Regions from separate parts of the Mus musculus genome. Here region 1 is linked to region 2. A link is a contact called in public promoter capture Hi-C data. All regions are on one chromosome and are shown on one strand. The core of a region is the stretch at or near the end of the contact, and the rest is flanking DNA. Distances in the headings are between cores, read along the strand shown. Region 1 holds the start of Cpz (carboxypeptidase Z). Region 2 has its middle 23 kb from the start of Gm31601.

The links. Promoter capture Hi-C pulls out the DNA fragments that hold promoters and counts their contacts.
Region 1: a promoter capture Hi-C map of the C10 cell line shows a contact between it and region 2, with 2.4 times the contacts expected there. The contact joins the promoter of Cpz here to the enhancer-like site in region 2. A contact is called at or near these places in 4 of 39 promoter capture datasets (the C10 cell line, hippocampal neurons, liver and 1 more) and 1 of 9 other capture datasets (liver).

The regions. Positions count from the first base shown.
Region 1 is chr5:35,524,290-35,527,537 of GRCm38.p6, reverse strand. Cpz (carboxypeptidase Z) reads left to right here and starts at 1,912. Exons shown (of 11, transcript NM_153107.2): 1 at 1,912-2,105. The coding sequence starts at 2,003.
Region 2 is chr5:35,136,364-35,139,613 of GRCm38.p6, reverse strand. No RefSeq gene overlaps it. Among named protein-coding and RNA genes, the nearest start is that of Gm31601, 23 kb to the left of the region's middle. Within about 2 kb of position 1,328, at least 44 of the 459 cell types and tissues checked have an H3K27ac peak or open chromatin away from gene starts, as enhancers often do. A contact at or near this core is called in hippocampal neurons, where this site is marked.

The DNA.
Region 1 (3,248 bases), core at 663-3,162, 390 kb before region 2:
GGAGGCTAGTGGGCAGACATAAGTTGCCGCAGACCCTCAGGGTCCCTTTGTCTGCGTGGAATGGGTCTCTGGGCAAAGCATCGGTAGAGTGACAGACAGACCAACATGAGAGATTGTGTAGAATCTGAATGTATTCTCACAAAGTGAACATCAGTCTTATATAGTACAGAAAATACAAGGGGTCAGAAGTCACAGCAGGCAAGGTACATTGAAGTTACCTGATACAAAACAAAGGAATGACTACAAAGGGACTTACAGGAACCAGGTAAATGTTTACAGTAAAGATAAAGCAGTCCTGCCTAGGGTCGCTTAGTGACAGGTAAGGATTTCACATTCTAGTGTTATACCTTTGAACCTTGTGAAGGCTAGCACCAGGGGGTACTGCTCTTGGCAGACCTCAAGAATAATGCAATATCACAACCCCCCTAATTCCTAGGCCTTGCTAAATTCTTATATGAGTGTAACTTTTAAGTAACTGGAGAATCTTCATTTGTCAGGAGAATTCACCAACTTGCTTCTAATATGCAATGTAGCCTGTACTAAAGATTTCTATCTCAGTGGGATTCCCTGGCTCTTTTATGGTTAAAAGAGAACTCATAGTTCCATACACCAGACTAACGCGGGAATAGAGTATGAGTATGTGGGTAAATGATAACACCAAAACTCCAGGAGGTGAGTTTCTATGAAACTCTTTGCCTCATGAGTGGCTTTAGGCTTCTCAGCCTGTCAAGCGGACTGGACTGGAGGGTGTGACAATAAGTGCCCTTGCAAGGGAAAAGCTGAGCTGAGGTGGGTATGGCCCTGCTACCTTGAAGGGCTCTGACTTGAAGAGCTATGGAAGTGGACTGTGCACCCTGTGAGTAGGAGGATCTCATTCAGTGACAGACTATAACCTTTCACCCAAGGCTAAGTGGCTTGTCCACAGCCTCCAGCTATCCAGGACAGTTGATAAAGGATGCCCATGAAGGCATATGGCCCCAAATGTCATCTGGGCCAAATACTTCTACTAAGTGCTACCTTGGTGTCCCACAGGTATTGTCCCCAAGCTTGTGACATGTGCACACTGACTGGACCATAGCAGTGGGGCAGTGAGAAGGGGCTGGCAGGCAGATTTGCACAGAGCTAGACATCTGTGTCAGGGTCTGTCCTGCACCAAATGGTAAGGCCTAGAAGGAGAGCACACAGAGCTCCTGGCCATCTTTCCTTGGGTGCTGGCAGCCTTAGCGATCTACCCAGTGAGTTCTAAGTGGGGGAAGGCGAGGGCTGGGGACCAGCTGTATAGGAGTCTCTAGAGTTTGGTCACCAGTGGGCTGTTGCCTCCCCACCTCATGACATTGCCTTCAGGCCACCTTCTGGGGTAGATGCACAATCCTTCAGGAAGGTCCTCTGAGCTAGGTCCCTGCTGGGTCCTGCAAGTGGTGGAATCAAAGTTCGGGGGACTTTTCTGGAACACAGCCCCACACAGAGGATCAGAGCACTGACAGCATCAAGGCAGGGGTGCGATGGTACCAGCACCTTGGCTCCACACGCAGCTTCCCTGGGAGAGAATCCACACAGGGGACAGGCATGAGAGACCCAGTCAACCTCATTTAGCTGGCTCTGACCAAGGCCTGGCTCACTTCCAGCTGGGGTCAGCTCTGGGCCAGGACCCATCTCTACTTCTGATGCTGTCTCCACCCGCCCACAAATCAAAGTCTTTAGGCCAAATCAGCAAGCATTTGACGACTAGCTCCCCAGAGCCTCCCATAAGAGGGCAAGTCCCTTTCTTTAGGAGGCGGAGTTCCTGGAGGGTTAGGGGGCAGGTTGGCTTTTATCTGCCTTTCCTCCTCCTCCCCGTTAGAATCCCTTCTCCAGTGTCTGGCGCTGCCGGTTGTAACCCGACTCCTGAGCCCGCTCCTCACCCCTCCCCCCCTCCTCAGCCGAAGGGCCCAGCAGCGCCTCTCGCGCTCCCCGAGTGCCACATCACTGCGCCCTCCCGCGCATCCGTGCATCTGTGCCCACCATGCCGACAATGCCGCTGCTGCTGGCCGCGCTGGCTGCGCTGGCCGTGCTGGCCCTTGCCGCGCGCCCCAGCCCCAGCTGCTCGCCTGGACCCGACCCCTCCGGTAGGGTCCCAGCCGCCCCTGTGGGTAGATTTAGATACCCCTTTCTCCAGCCACCTGGGAACTTTTCTCTCCTTGTAGGTCGCATTCTGTCACCTGGGTAGAATATCCTGAAGGTGCCACATTGAGACCTTAGCCAGTACAGAAAACTTTGCTGGGGCACTGAGCTGTCTCAGCATCTGAGCCAGAGACCCCGGGGGAGACGGTTCGGCTGCAGGCATCCAGCACCGCCACGGCAGAGCAGGCACCTGGCCTGGTGGGATCCGAAAGTAGGTCAGAGTGAGCAGGTGCCAGGACTTCAGGACAAGGCGGTCTGAGTCCCCTGTCCTTCCAGGAATGGGTAGGTGCTGGCCACAGCAGACTCCTGACTTCAAAACTCCTGGCTGCAATGAGGATAACTTTTTATTTCCGGAAGTAGCCCTGAGAAGGGTGGAATGTTTCGGCAGGGATAGGACAGGGAGAAGGAGGGACACCCAGGGATCACAACGGAGGGTCCTGAGGATGGGTTTGGAGTTCTGGACTCCGTTCTGGTGCCTCTGCCCCTCCAGAAGTTGGGCTCCAGTTTCCCTCTTATTTGGTTGGGGATACATTTAGTTCACATCCTTTATGTCTTTATCAACAACAGCCACCTGAGTCTAGTCGGAGCCCCTAGGGTCTTTGGAGCCCATGGTATCAGCTGTAGAATTTTAAGAGCTAAGATTTGTGGTCACCTGAGAGGCTGTCTGCTCCAGCTACACAATGCCTCTTTTCTTTGCCCTCAGCCTGGGGCTTCCTCCCTACCCTTGGCCTCCCCCAGCCCTCTATCCATCCTCCTGTAGGATAGACAAGTAAAATACAGGTCAGTGGGCAAGTGTGTACATGTGCAAGCATGTTTGGGCCTGTGTGCAGAGCATGGCTGTGGAGCGCTGCTAGAACTTTCAGTGGAGGGCCTTTCTCTGAACCTTTGGTATCCCAGAAAATGCATAGATTCAAAACCTGCTACAGGAAGCCTTTCCTGGCCTGCTCCGCACCAGGAGTACTAGCCCCAGCCCAAGGCTGCCTTACAGACACCCATTTCCTCACTGAGACAGGACACGCAGGTGAGCTCTGTCCCTGCCTGGGCTGAGAACCACGACACATCAGGGAATATTTCTGGAGGGAGGGACA
Region 2 (3,250 bases), core at 79-2,578:
AGATCTCTTGTCACCAACTATGCAAGCAAACACAAAAGATAAACCAACAAAAGCTGGGGGTGGTCATCATCTGAAGACCCACTCCATGGGAAACGCTTCTGTCCTCCAGACAGAGGAGATGCTGAGTGGAAACACTAGGAACTGAAAGTACTGGAGAAGACAGAATCATGCCGTAAAACCAATCCATGGTTTGTTTCAATTTCAGGCTCTATGTTTACAGCAGAGGTCACACTGTATGCATGGGGACAAGGACAGCAGCAAGGAGGCCCCATTGCTACCCAAGGAGAGACATGATACCCTTTTGATTGTCTGCATGAAACCTGTGCAAGATGGGCCCTGTTGATCCCAGGATTCTCCATGAGGGTCTGTTGGCCAATATTGGTTGCTGGGAGAAAGAGAGACATTTTATATAGAAGAGTAGCTACTGGCAAAGTGCCATGTTCCTGAAAAGTAACTGATTAAACTCACTGGGGTGGGGGTGGGAACTGACATGAAAGTAGAAGGCAGTCTACTTGGGAAAAGGGATAAGAGGGGCGGGCATCAAAATGTATCCATAGATGCGTGATAATATCATAATGAAGGCCATTGTTGTGAATAATCAATATATACTAATAAAGACATTGTAAGTAAGCATCACAGAGGAAAAGGGACAGATTTTAATCTGGAGCTTTCAGTCTGGAAGAAATGGGGCTATTCTTAGCTAAAAGACACTAAAAAGGTACACCAGTGGCTAGTGTGTAACTCTTGACCACATGGGGGCATGAATTTCAGGCACTCGTAATCTGGAAGGCTATCATATGAGCTCAAAGAATTCCCTGTTAGCCTGCTTGGGTATGGAAATGGGTCTGGGTTCTGTGGGGCACGATCTTGCTTTTAACAGAGGAGAACTGAAGGCTTATGTTACCAAGTGCTACGGTGCCTGAAATGTACGGTGGCGTGCTCTGCAAGACTCCAGGGAGGGCAAGGCTGCTTCCTATCACTAGCGGAACCTGGGGCGAGGAGAAGATTGGTGCTGCTATGTTTCTCCACCGTGTTCCACCAGCATGACAATTTTCATAATTAAGAAAAATCCCGATTTTCCATAGAACAAATTTCCAGGAGGCTCAGCCATCTGGCACATAGGCATACGCCCAAAAGCAAGCAAGAGGACTGCTGAGCAGCCAGTCATGCCGCCACAGCGCCTGCCCGGCAGGCTGCGAGCCCGTGATGGGTACTTATTGATGGAACCTAGCATCCGCTCCTCTTCCATCTGCTCTGACTTCCATGAAGAGATCTGTGTGGCTTAGGAGAGGCTGACTCCACCCCACCTGGAACATTCCGTGCCTCTGACCAGAGACTCAAGGACACTGTGTATTCTGAGCCAGCCCAGTCACTTCAGTCTGAGCATGAATGAAGTCCCAGTCACCCCGGCAGGTCCTGGCAAACAGCCAGGGAACACAAGGGCCTGATAAAGCTGAACCCCACACAAAAAAGTGGAGCCCAAGGGCACCTTGGGAGCTCTGAGCATGTGTCACCTAAAACCAGCATCAAGTCGCTTATTAATCTGTGGCAGAAGTTGACAGAGTCACAAAATGATGACATGAGGCCCTCTGAGTCTGTAGGATGTGCCTGCCAACCCTCACTGGCAGGCACAGAGCAGGAGACTGTGTTACATGTGACACACACACACACACACACACACACACACACACACACACACAGCTACTCTAAAATAACTTGCTACTCTGAAATCACTTCCTAAGATTCAGGAGCATGGACCCTGCAAATGAAGAGTTGAAAGGGCAGCTGCAGGCAGGCACACCACCGCCACCACCACTGCCACCGCCAGCATCCACCAGCAAGCACTGACGGCACGCGAGCAGATGGACTCCTGGCGAGGGAGGAAGCCCAGATGCCTGGCCACATGCAGAACTGGGGAAATGCAAATTAAAGCCACAACAAGACGCCTCTTTACGCCCACTGGCTGGCAGAACCCCCAAACTAGGATAATATCAAGTGCTGGCAAAGACATCCAACCCCAAGAATGCTTCCACGTTGCTGCGGTGGGGAGGGGTGTATGGAATACTCTACGACAACAACAATGCACGTGTAAGGGCATGTGCATCCATGTGCACATGGGTATGGATCTGTACATGTGTTTATACACACTATGTGTTGCATGTATGTGTACATCTGTAAACATGCTGATTAAGTGTGATTATGCTGTGTATATGGATGTGTCTGCACTTGTGTGTATTAACACATAGGTAGGTAAGTATCAGGAGTATGTGTATACAAGGAGACATAGGCACGTGTATGTGCATTTTTGTTAGTGTCATGAGCATGTGTAAAGAAATAGATAGAGGCATGTGTATGTGCAAGTGTAGTCATAAGTATGCATATATGTGTATATATGCACATGTCTCTGTACAGATGTGGCAAAGCTCCAGCAATGTACACACACAGAGAGATGCGAGCATAGACATACACACACACACACACACACACACACACACACACACACATTCGAGTGCACTAATAGATAATTTTTAAAGTTATCGTAAGGTGGCTTCAATGGGTAAAGGTGCTTGCAGGGCTAGCCTATCTGAATTCCACCCCCAGAACCCGTGCAAAAGTGGAAGGCAAGCCAGGTAGGATGGCACAGGCCTTTAATCCCAGCGCTCAGAAGGCAGAGGTGGGATGACCACTGTACTGTGCGTTCCCAGGCCAGTCTGGTATACACAGTGAGAGACCCTGTCTCAAAACAAACAAACAACTAAACAAACAAAGCAGATGGTAAGGCAACCCAACTCCACAAATTTGTCCTTTAACCTCCACACATGTGTCATGCCATGCCCCCACCACACACATCACACACAGGTGCTCCCAAACATATATACACATGCATGTGCACACATACACAGTACACACACTAATAAAAATAAGTAAAATAGAGCTGTTTGTTTTTAAGAAGAGTGGGTGTGGTCCCCTGCAGCTGTCAGGGACATGCACACTGGTAGGTAGACTCCTCCCAGGTGGTATGTTTGAGACAGTTTTCTTAGCTGTGACTAAAGCTTCAAAGCAAGTGAATTTGGAAACCATGACACCTGCATTAAATCACTCGTTACTGACCCTAGACAAGCCTAACTCCTAAAACAACAGTCACCAAAGTCAAAGGTAAGAAAAGGGGTCACACATTCACGATTCAAATTCCTGATTCAAGTGCACCAGGAATAACACCTGAGAGGTCAGATGTTCCAGGGAGTGGCAG